Linked DNA regions of Mus musculus: all the other regions are linked to region 3. A link is a contact called in public HiChIP or PLAC-seq data. All regions are on one chromosome and are shown on one strand. The core of a region is the stretch at or near the end of the contact, and the rest is flanking DNA. Distances in the headings are between cores, read along the strand shown.

What was found. HiChIP or PLAC-seq counts read pairs in DNA pulled down with a chosen protein or histone mark.
Region 1: a contact with region 3 is called in an H3K4me3 HiChIP or PLAC-seq map of bone marrow-derived macrophages, with 5 times the contacts expected there. The contact joins the enhancer-like site here to the promoter of 4833411C07Rik in region 3. A contact is called at or near these places in 1 of 15 datasets of contacts at CTCF or cohesin (the NIH/3T3 cell line), 6 of 484 Hi-C or Micro-C datasets (3T3-L1-derived adipocytes, bone marrow-derived macrophages, embryonic stem cells and 1 more) and 5 of 115 datasets of contacts at active chromatin or transcription factors (bone marrow-derived macrophages, embryonic basal ganglia, embryonic limb bud and 2 more).
Region 2: an H3K27ac HiChIP or PLAC-seq map of extraembryonic endoderm stem cells shows a contact between it and region 3, with 4 times the contacts expected there. The contact joins the enhancer-like site here to the promoter of 4833411C07Rik in region 3. A contact is called at or near these places in 2 of 484 Hi-C or Micro-C datasets (bone marrow-derived macrophages and nephron progenitors) and 4 of 115 datasets of contacts at active chromatin or transcription factors (bone marrow-derived macrophages, embryonic limb bud, embryonic stem cells and 1 more).

The regions. Positions count from the first base shown.
Region 1 is chr8:10,594,273-10,597,830 of GRCm38.p6, reverse strand. Myo16 (myosin XVI) reads right to left here. Exons shown (of 35, transcript NM_001319151.1): 33 at 2,890-3,048. Among named protein-coding and RNA genes, the nearest start is that of Gm32330, 77 kb to the left of the region's middle. Within about 2 kb of position 1,285, at least 4 of the 459 cell types and tissues checked have an H3K27ac peak or open chromatin away from gene starts, as enhancers often do. A contact at or near this core is called in bone marrow-derived macrophages and hepatocytes, where this site is marked.
Region 2 is chr8:10,627,565-10,631,414 of GRCm38.p6, reverse strand. All of the region lies in intron 34 of Myo16 (myosin XVI), which reads right to left. Among named protein-coding and RNA genes, the nearest start is that of Gm32330, 44 kb to the left of the region's middle. Within about 2 kb of position 1,599, at least 48 of the 459 cell types and tissues checked have an H3K27ac peak or open chromatin away from gene starts, as enhancers often do. A contact at or near this core is called in extraembryonic endoderm stem cells, where this site is marked.
Region 3 is chr8:10,898,127-10,901,816 of GRCm38.p6, reverse strand. 4833411C07Rik (RIKEN cDNA 4833411C07 gene) reads right to left here and starts at 1,895. Exons shown (of 3, transcript NR_102285.1): 1 at 1,666-1,895; 2 at 1,311-1,552; 3 at 1-212. It overlaps Gm2814 (predicted gene 2814), which reads left to right and starts at 1,266. Exons shown (of 2, transcript NR_166616.1): 1 at 1,266-1,474; 2 at 2,588-3,648.

The DNA of each region.
Region 1 (3,558 bases), core at 36-2,535, 300 kb after region 3:
TTTGTCCTATGTTTGGATATTATTGCATCGGGTTTGGAGTTTGAACCCGGGCAGTATGACACTATGCTAAAGGGTGTGGTGTTCCAGAATATCTGATGTCATCTTCTGGCCTCCCTGGGTACTTTCACACATGTGGTATCCCCATCCCCCAACCCCACTTACAAGATAAAACAAAATAAAATCGAATAAAATCTTGTTCTTCTCTCGAGGTTCTGTGGTAATAAGCAAGCCACAGGCTACATGTGTGGAAATGGCTCTGTAACACTGAGGACTGGATTTTTCTGGCTCTCTACCTAGCAATTAGTGGTTCATTTGCAAGTAGTAGTGTTTCTTCAATGGGCACATGCTTATTGAGACTCTAACACACAGGTCCTGGAACTGCATTGATATGAGAAAATACCATGGGCCAGGAAGTCATGGTGCTTGTAAAAATTCATCAGCTTCCACCAGTCAATCTGCCTTGAGAGATTTGAGTCACCTTGATTGAATCTACCTACGACCATTTCCTAAGTTGTAACTTTTATGTTTTGATGATTTTTTAAAAACAAAACAGATGAAATATTTGGTTAAAGAGTTACCTTGCTTCCTCCTTCTCTAATGTATTTGTTGTTTGATCTGCAGGACTGTGACTACTCAAAGTCAAGCACATGGGGCGCTCCCTGGAAGCCCAAGTCCTCCCCAAGACAGCTCTGCTTCTGGTGAGGGACTCAGCCTTCTCTCTCCTGGGATCTCCTTACTGGGATGTTTTAGAAGACCCTTAGCAGATCCAAAATAATCCCCGTTTGTTGTATTAACTCTCAAAATTGGGAGAAGGGAGAGTAACTCCTCACATGACAATAGATAATGAGACATCTGCTCACTAGTTTGGAGAGTGCTAAATTTATTTTAAGCTTTATGGATTATGAATTAAGTGTACAGAGCATCTGTTCTCAGTGCTTGTATTGACACTGCTCATGTCTGGGTTATACAGGAAGAGTTTGCTGGGCTCTATAACAAACCAAGTTGGGCCGATGCCTGGATGCTTTCACAAGGGCTGGGAAACTAGCACACGTTTCTATGGTTAATCACCACCTCTTTCTCCAGAACCCCACCACCTTTCCCACTGAGCTGGGTGCATGCCCCCATCATTTCCTCCAATCCCATGTGGTTTTCTGTAGAGACTACCTGCCTATTGCCCACCTAAACAACTCTCTGGTCAAATTCAACATCACCCTGTATGGGCTTTGCTGTGATGTGTGTTCCATTTTCTGTTGGGCAGTCAAGTTCCCATTCAGATGGAATTTCTGCTTTTATTCACTTCCTCTAAGGCACGTGTCTCTCTGCGCTGACCTTTTAAGCTCTTATGAGTAAACTGTGACTGCCAATTCAGTTCTGTCTCTGATTTTTCCATCTGAGTTTTGTGCTCATAGGTCTTATAAGTCTTCATTGTGTGCTGTGTCTTTTGGTTTGTGATCATATTAACCGGCCTAGTCTTTTATTGTCCTTTGGAACAGATTTACATAGGTTTTCCCCAGGAGCCTAAGGATGTTATGGCCTCAGCCCAACTTGGAGATTCAGAGGAGCCTTAGCTAACCCATGGTCCTGGTTCTAGTACAACTGATTCTGTGATGGCTACATCTCAGTTCCACCCCCCTCAGTGGCCTTAGTGAATCCTGGACTTAGTCTGCTATCAGAGAATTAGGCTTTTCCAGTGTTCCCAAGGTCCCCAGGAGGAGAGCCTAAGATTTAGGCTGCCTTGCTGGGCTAGTGTGGCTGTCATGGTTGCTTTTGACATCAGCGTGAATGGATGTAGCATCACTTAGGATGGTGATTCTATTAAGGCTTAAGAGAGGAAGGATGACATACCCTGAATGTGGGTGACACTCTGTTCTGGAGCTAAATAAGAAGGAAAAATTATTAAGCCAGCCAAGGACCAGCAGACATCTCTCCCTCTCATCCTGGCTGCTGTAACAATGGAACCAGCCACCTCACCTCCCACTACCAATGGCTTCCATGGCATGGTGGGCTGTATCTTCTCCAACCGTAAGCTGCCATAAAGTCTTCTCTCCTTAGTCAGGCTTTCATGGAAGCAAAGGAAACAATAAAGAGAATTGTGGCCTCTGGTCCCTAACTCAGCCTTTGACTATTAGCTCTCTGGCCACCTTTTTCAGAGTAAGCAGAGATGCCTCATAGGGCTCTTCTGGGCACCCTCAGGAAAGAAGAGCTGGATTTTCCCATCAGTCACTACTAAATCCATATCAGGGAAAACATCTGTTTGCATAGACCCGGATGTAGCAGCCCAGCTGGTTTCTAAGTGATAGTCACCTGATAACCTAAAGCCAGTCTGCCCTCTGAAGGCCCTCAGTATGACGTCCTCTCACATTCTTAGCTGTGTGAAAACATTTAATTCTACAACGTTGGTTGGACATTCATGTTCTCCCCAGCACAAGAAGCACCTTCTGCTGCTTCCTGCAGAGCGGCATCCCACCAAACCTCCGAAAGGTCATCATACTGAGAGTGAGTTACTCTCTTCTGCCTGAGCGGTAGGATGCTGACAGTGATGCCCAAGGCAGAGCTTTGCAGCTTACATTCTATCTCCAGCTATTAAACTTACTTTTTTTTTTACATTTTAGAGAGTTATTTACTTATTTTCTGTATATGAGCACCCTGTAGCTGTCCTCAGACATACCAGAAGAAGGCATCTGATCCCATTAGAGATGGTTGTAAGCCACCATGTAGTTGCTGGGAATTTAATTCAGGACCTCTGAAAGAGCAGTCAGTGCTCTTAACGACTGAGCCATCTCTCCGGCCCAAGCCTACTTCATTTTTAACTGTTAAATATACTCTTCCTCCAAAGTACATGTGGCTTAAAACTTTGGCCTGCTGGCTCTTGCATTTAGAGAGGCTCACCATTGGTGACAGGATTTCCATTTTCAGCCGTCACATCGCTAGACAGGGAACTGGAGAGTTGAGTCCCATGGTTGTTGGCGTTTCTGTCTTGAGTCTCTGAAGCCATTTCTGATGAACTGGGTTCATCCCGGCTACTCAGGTTCATGTTAGTTTCAAAACCTAAAATAAATTTTAGAAAGTTTATTCTTATCTGATAAGATGTACTTCAAATCTGAGTAAAACACTGGAAGAGACTAATTAAACATTAATCATGCTTAAAACAAATGCCCCAAAATCCTTAGTGAAATCTGTAGCCTAGGTAGCAGTCAACAGAAGTTGTCATGGTACCCTTAAATACAAGCCTGGGAAAGCAACTTGTAATTTGCTATTTCTAAATAACCTAGTCCAAGTTTCTGGTTTGTATCCAAGAGTTGGTTATAATGTTTCCCATGCTGAACAGGTAATGAATTTTTTTTTTGTGCCCAATCTATTTACATTTGGTGTAACAAGCTTATAGCTCTGAAAAAAAATGCATGTTGAACAAGACTGCAAAACCTGTATTGTCTGTTACAATTATAGAAACTAAACTTCAAACGCACTAAGATACATTTTCTACACTACAAAGAGAATTCTTAGGGGGGCACCGTAATGTTTCTCACCAAGGGGCCTGAGATGTATGAAAACAGAAGC
Region 2 (3,850 bases), core at 350-2,849, 270 kb after region 3:
CTTTCTGTGAACCAGGCTTCTCCTATGAGTTCTACAAAGTCGGTGCTATTATTTTGTGGATGAGGCAGCCGAGGCACAGAAAAGTTTGTTTGCCCAACAGCACACAGAGAAGGTGGCTTCAGAGTCTGTGTTCTTAGCTATGGCTTTGTTCAGCTTATCACCCAACTTCTTCTGTCCAGGCACTTATTTAAGCTACAGTCAGGGTCTGGTAAGTGTGTGACATCCATGTGACTCTTCATGGGTACATTTTAAAATCCCTCTGCTCTCCTCTGCTAATGTGAGATCCCACTGAGGCCAGTCTCCTGTGTTCTGAATTTTCCCACATTCAGGATACAGCATGGGGTAGGCAGAGGTGCTTTTCTTCAAGAGTGTGGACACTGGTAGTTTCTGCACTAGCCCAAGTGTATGATCCCAGCTCCTCCCTGCATCTCAGCAGCACTAACTGGACTAAATGGCTCAAACCAACCAACCAACTAACCAACCAACCAAACATCCAAACAACCAAACCAAATCAAACATTTAGAAGGACATGCAGTTAGAGGGAGGTATGATAGAGATTCTGGATCCTCAGAGGACCTAGAAGACAAGAATGAGGGTTGGATATGATCAAGATACAGTGTATCCATGTATGAAATTTTCAAAGAATGAATACAAAACTAAAGGAAGAATGTCATTGGGAAGAGAGGCCCCTTGGTCTTGCAAACTTTATATGCCTCAGTACAGGGGAACACCAGGGCCAAGAAGTGGGAGTGGGTGGGTAGGGGAGTGTGTGTGTGGGTTTAATGGGGGGACTTTTGGGATAGCATTTGAAATGTAAATGAAGAAAATACCTAATTAAAAAATATTGAAAAAAAAAAAAAGGATGTGCTGATATCCAAAGGGCCTATGATAGGAGCAGACACTTACTTCTTAATAGGAATACTGGAGGCTGGGAGAGCAAAGAAACATGAATGGAATTACTGAGAGCCAATCCAGCTCTCTGTCTGACAGAGCTAGCCTTCAAAACACAGAGTGAAGTAAAGACGGTGCACAAACAAAAAGTGTCCTCAGATATCGTGCATAGACAGAGACTCAAAAGGAAGGTTTCCCTTTATATAGGGAGAGAGTGATCTCAGATGGGGAAAAAAAAGTAAAATTTAAGGTTTAGGAACTCTGTAATTAGCAAGCCTGCAGGTAAACATCAATTAGATGCTTGGAACGTCCCCTAGACGGTAAGTCTCACACAAAACACACAAGGCTGCCAACTGTAACTGCACAAGCTGGAGGGATTAAGGAAAGGTTAAAGCCTGAGCTCTAGAAATATCAGGAAAGTGATAGAAGTAATAAAATATGCTAGAATGTAATGAGTCAAGCATGCGTGTCCCACCCGCTAGCCAAACCACTAAAGGAACAGAAACAATGTTTAAGCTAGGAATTAAAACAAGAGAAAGTGCATAGCAAACACTCAGTTTAACTGAAGAAAGCCAGGTGAGACAAGCCTGTAACAGAGACCTGTTCCTAACAAAGAGTAAATTCGAAACCCAGACAAAGGAACTCCAGCCTCCACTCTGCAGATGGCACTGGGCTCCCCACTGGCTGTGCCCTCCTTCTCTCTGCAACAGACACAAACACCCCTCTACATTTCCACTGCAGCATGGACTCTGCAGCATTGTCTAGGACAACTAAAAAGATGCCAGATGTGGCCCTCCATTTAAACTCCAAAAGGCACAGCTTTGAAGTCAGCATCACACTGACCTGAGCACAGAGGTGCCTGTCTCTAGGAAGCTGCTGATCTCAGTGAGACTTGGCAGGGAATTTGACAGAAAACATCTCAAATCTCTCGAGTCATGGTGTCTTCTCCTGTGCATTCCTCTGTGTGTGTGTGCCTGTGTGCGTGTGTGTGAACCTTGGGCATTGTTTCTCAGATACCATCTTGTTTGTTTTTCAAGGCAGAGTATCTCACTGATCTGGACTTCCCCAAGAAGGCTAGGCAGCTGCATGGATACAAGTGTGTCTATCTTTCCAGAACCAGGGTTTACAAGCAGGTGCTGTCTGTACAAGATTTTTTTGTTTGTTGGTGGGTTTTTGTTTTGTTTTGGGTAGGTTCTGGCACTTGAACTCAGCTCATGTTGTTTTCATAGTAAATGCTTTGCTGACTGATCTCCCCACCTTGCTTTTCTTTCTGGAAAACCAAAACTAAAAAAACCACTACTCCCCGATCAAAAAACAAACAAACAAAAAAACAAACAAAAAAAAACAATAACAACAACAACAAAAAAAAAAAAACAAAAAAAACCTTTTCTCTCTTTTGAGAGCTTTGCTGTATTTACTAGAAATAGTCAAATTCCCAAGTACATTATAAAATGTGAAGCTTATGCACACAAACCATTAGCAAGCCCTCTTAATGAGGGTGTCGAAGGCTTGCAATACTGAAGGGCGTCCAGAGGAATGGAATCAACCAGCAAAGAGCTTTCCGTGGTTCCCCAATAAGTGAAACTCTGACTGATGGTTTCGATAATCAGCCTGAGCTCAGAATAAACCCTTTCTTTGGAGAATACCACAGCACATTCCTCAGATTCTATTTTAGAGATTAGCCCTGATTAAGGGAAATTTATTAGGCGTAAAAGGAGAAGTGCCGGACTTGCACAAAAGGGACGCCAGAATACCAGCATTATTGTTCTTCATTAAAAAAATAAGCACGTGCACAGGTATGTCTAAATGGAAGTTAGACATTCTATATCTGACGCAGAGAGGTTTTAAGATCACGATTTTCAGAGGCTTGTCCCAAAAGGAAAACACTATGGGGCTAATAACATTTAATTTGCTTCATTTAGATCTATTAAATTTATTAGATTGCAAAACTCAAGTAAGATGGTCTCAGAGGTGATAAAAGGGGCTTTGGTATCTCTGAATAACAAGCCAGTACCATTATGTTACTCTGGTGTGGTCCAGTACAGTGTAAACAAGAAGCATTTCAAATACCACATGGTGTCATAGAAACACCTGCACCAGTGTCTGTCCTCTTTTGTGATCTTATGATGTATTGGTAACAATAACACATCAATTATTTGATTGTCGTTTGCTATTTCCAAGTAAACCAAATGTTATCATTAAGAGGTAAAACTTATTCTGGTAACAAAATGATCATTTTGCTTCTGAAAGGGAAACATTTATTTCATTTTAGGGAAAGAAGAAGTCACAGGAGGCCACGGGCCCTGCCACATCTCAGCTCAGGGTCTGCTGGCTTCACACCAGGTGGAATTCACCCATCTATAAGACAGAGGTCACCCTACTTCATCTTCCTCTTTGGAAGGTTGCACAGAACTGTCATTAGCATTGACAGACAGGAGGCAACTGTTATACCAAGGCATAGACAGAGACACCATTAAACCTTTGGAGCCCATGGATCGGTCCTCTGCTCTATACACAGCTCGTGGCCTGATTTGAGGAGATTCCATGGACGCCTTTCTGTGATACCCACAGTGTAGACAGAGCAGCTAGGCAAGAGAGATCTGTTTTCCTATCACTCTGCTTTTAACCATCTGTGTTGGTGAGGTTGCCATGGTAGAAGGCTTGCAGAGGGTCTGTGTGTTGAATGGGGATGACCAGCTGAGCAACAGGAAAAGGGAAATAACGCAGACTATAACTGTGACCCTGAACTTCACTCCTTACAGGGACCTTAAAGACATGGTAGATGTGGAACTGGAGCTGAGCTAGGCCTGAAGGTCTGCCCTATGGAGAGCAGCACTGGGCTAGATGTTCAATGTGGCCCTAGATCTTGGTCATAGAATATAGCTCACAATCATTTAACCAGTAAGAACCAGTCGAGGGGTGGGTGACTGACATGTGAGAACAGGCATGAAGGAGGAGT
Region 3 (3,690 bases), core at 646-3,145:
ACCGGGGCATTACCCTTCATGCCATACCTGGGAACTGACAGGGGGTGAGCAGAGGCAGGCACCTGCATGCTGAAGCGACTCGGCTGGCATGAGACAGCTATAAGCAGAGCAGAGAGGGCTCTGGCAGACAATGGAGCTGCCCTGGCAATGACCGCTCGTGCTTTGGACTGTCAGAGGCCACTATGAGGTAGACTGTTGTACCTCAGATGTACCTGTTGAGAATAGAGGCAGGGGATGAGTGTGAAGCTGGATACACAGTGGAGACCACACACAGCTTACCGGGCTGAGGCCATCTTTCTTTCTCTCTCACCACAGAGGCAGACACTCAATAGTCTCAACTGTGATTGGGCATCTCATGAGCCCACAGTTTCCCTCATAGGAAGTAGGCATTTAATTTAGAGGACCTACCTTGGGTCAGGCCCAAGCTGCCTTGAGCCCTCCAGAATTTGAGATGCAGCTTCCTCTATCTCTGCCAGAGTAGCTGTGGCCCCACCCCCTCCACCCCTGCACCACCCAGTGCAGTGAGACTGTTTTGTGGGCAGTCTTCGGACCGCTCAAAGCTCTCGACTTCCCACAAGGAACTTGGAAGCACATTTGTGTGCACCTAACCCTTTATCACAGCACATGGTTCATTTGTCTGCAAATTTCTTCCAGTTTCATGTCTCAAGGAAGTTCTCTTTGAGTTGGGTTTCTGGTTATTTGAGAAGTTCCACCAGCTGACCATGGTACTTTCCAGACCTCACAGGAGAATCTTTCTGGTAGGGTTTATAAGGTTCTTGCCTTGATACTTGGACAAACTGCCTGGCGAAGCAACTTTAGGAAGCAAAGATTTGCTGTGGTTGACAGTTTCAGAGTCAGTCCACGCTGGTGAATAGCTCCTGGGCCCGGTGAGGTGAGGCAGCTATAAGCTGCATGCACAGTAAGAAACCAGGGAAGTCTTCCTTCTTTCTCTCTTTCTTTCTTTCTCTCTCTCTTTCTTTCTCTCTCTCTCTCTTTCTCTCTCTCTCTCTCTTTCTTCCTTCCTTCCTTCCTTCCTTCCTTCCTTCCTTCCTTTCTTCCTCCTCTCCTCTCCTCTCCTCTCCTCTCCCCTCCCCTCCCCTCCTCCCCTCCCCTCCCCCCCTCCCCTCCCCTCCCCTCCCCTCCCCTCCCCTCCCCTCCCCTCCCCTCCCCTCCCCTCCCCTCCCCTCCCTCCCTCCCTCCCTCCCTCCCTCCCTCCCTCCCTCCCTCCCTCCTCTCTCTCTCTCTCTCTCTTTCTTTCTTTCTTTCTTTCTTTCTCGTCTGATACCCATACTGAGCATGGATCTTCTCACCTCGATTAACCTGATATAGAAACTGTCTCCGTGACATGCTCAGAGGTCTGTTTCCATGGCGATTAAAAATCTCATCGAATTGACAATTAAGATTGACTTCCACCGAGTAAATGAACTCAGGAGACGTGGCTCAGAACCTCCGTCCCGGCTGTGGCCTGATTGAGGTGGGTGCTCTCTCTGCTAGGTCTCTCCCCACTGTGGCCTTGGTCACCTCCTGTCCCTCCTTGCTTATCCGCCATAGTCTGTGGGAGTGAATAAGGAAAGTTAGTAATAGCTAACAGACTGATTTATTTTTTTCTAGAAACAGACCACCAATCAGCTATAATTAAAACCAAACAAGACTCACTATATTTACCGTTATTTTTTAGAATCTCTGATGACTTTTCTTCGCATCAGCAGCAATGTTCCCTCTGTCAGTTGCCAGAGGCCAGCCCACGTGCTGTGTCACAGGCAGAGGTCTGCGTGGCTTCCCGGTTTTCCTTAGCCTGCCGCTTTCCCCAAAGACAGAAGAGCGTAAAAAAAAATCGTCAGAAAGTGAGGAAGGGCCATTCCCCTGCTACCTGGAATGGCTGCTGTCCTATTTCTGGAGACTTGGATAGGGACACCAGTGCACAGAGAAAACAGAGGCAGTTACATAATCACGGCCGGACCAAACAAACAAACATGTCAGACCGTTGCTTTTTCGGTGTTTGTGGGGACCTATTGCGCAATCCAGATTCATTGCGCTGACCTTGCAGCTAGCGAGTGAAAATCCCACTGAAAACAAACCAGCCAGGGTTGAGCTGAGGGAGGACAGGCGAGCAAGGGGAGGGGAGGGGAGGTCATACAGTAAACAAGCTCCTGACCCCACCTAGCCTTCCTCCTCCCAAAGTGTCTGGAAAAATAAATGATGCTTCCAAGATTACAAACCTAGGAGCTTACACTCGGGGGTGGGGGTGGGGGCACGGAGGACACACACACGTGGCGGGGGACATGAAAGACATCATGGGGAAAGGAAGTCCAGGTCAACAATAGGAGAGAATCAAAACAAACCAAACAAAACACGTGGGTGGTTGACGGTGTTAAACAATAAATGAAGGGAAGCAGTGTCTTTGGTCCCCACCCCCAGCCTTGGCCCATCTGAGCACTCTCTCCCCCAGGAGCCGGAGTCCTGGGAACGCTAATGCGAAGCACAGTGAGCTGGTACCCTGTGTTTCCTTTGCGTCTGAACAGCACAGACTGCTATCAGGCTATGAAAAGAACTAGTCTGTCAATATGTCCTTGTTTTTCTCTACCAGGAAGGAACACTTTCAGAAACCCAAAGGACCACAGCTGCCTTTTGTCATCACGCCTCTGGGAACCCAGACTTTGGAACCCACAGCCTCTTGGGGGAGGGGGCACAGGCAGCTTAGCCTGTCTGACCTCCTGCTGTGGTCCACAGCACCCTGCTTGGATGGGTTTCCTTGAAGCCCACAAGTCCCCGTCCTGAGAATACATCAGGCAGAAGAAACAGTTGACTCTGCACCACTCGGAGGAACACACACTTCTTCGGCTCAGTAAGAGATTTAAGCCGTGGTGGTGGCTACACCGAGAAACCCTGTCTCGAAAACAAAACAAAACAAAACAAAACAAAACAAAACAAGAGAGAGATTTAAGACAAGGTGATAGGCCACACAGGAGATCTAGGCCACCTCATGATCCCTTTTCTGGAGCTGTATGACTGACATCTCTCATACTTGGACAGCCACATTACCCAGGACTTATAACTCTCCTGGGAGTTTGGGGGCAGAGGTGAGCAAAAGCTGCTCTGTCTCAGTGTGGGGCGAGGAGGAAAGCAATGAAACCCTAGTCTGCCTTCTGCCATTGGCCCCGTCTACGAGGTACCCTTTCACCTCAGCCTTCATAGCTTAAAGAAAGGAAGGAAGAATTGGTGACAAGCTGTTGTGTGTTCTCACTACCTGGAGTGGACCAATTAATTGTTCAAGGCTCCTAAAATTATGTAAGAAAAAAATACAAACCCCACCCCTCCACATGCACACACACATACACGTGCACACACATGCTCACACACCCACACACATGCACACACATGTGTGCATGCAAACACACATGCATGTGCACTCACATGCTCACACACATGCACATACATGTGCATGCATACACACACGCATGTGCATACACATGTTCATACACTCACACACATGCACACACACACATGAGTACACACACACACACATGCACATACACATGCAAGTGCACACATACACACATACACACATCAATTTAGTGATTTAAATGCATGCTAAATAAATGACAGTATTTATTCTTTATAAAAACCCTTTAAATACAGACTAAAAGGAAAAACAATGGAAAAGAATCATTTGGTATATTTCCCCCACAT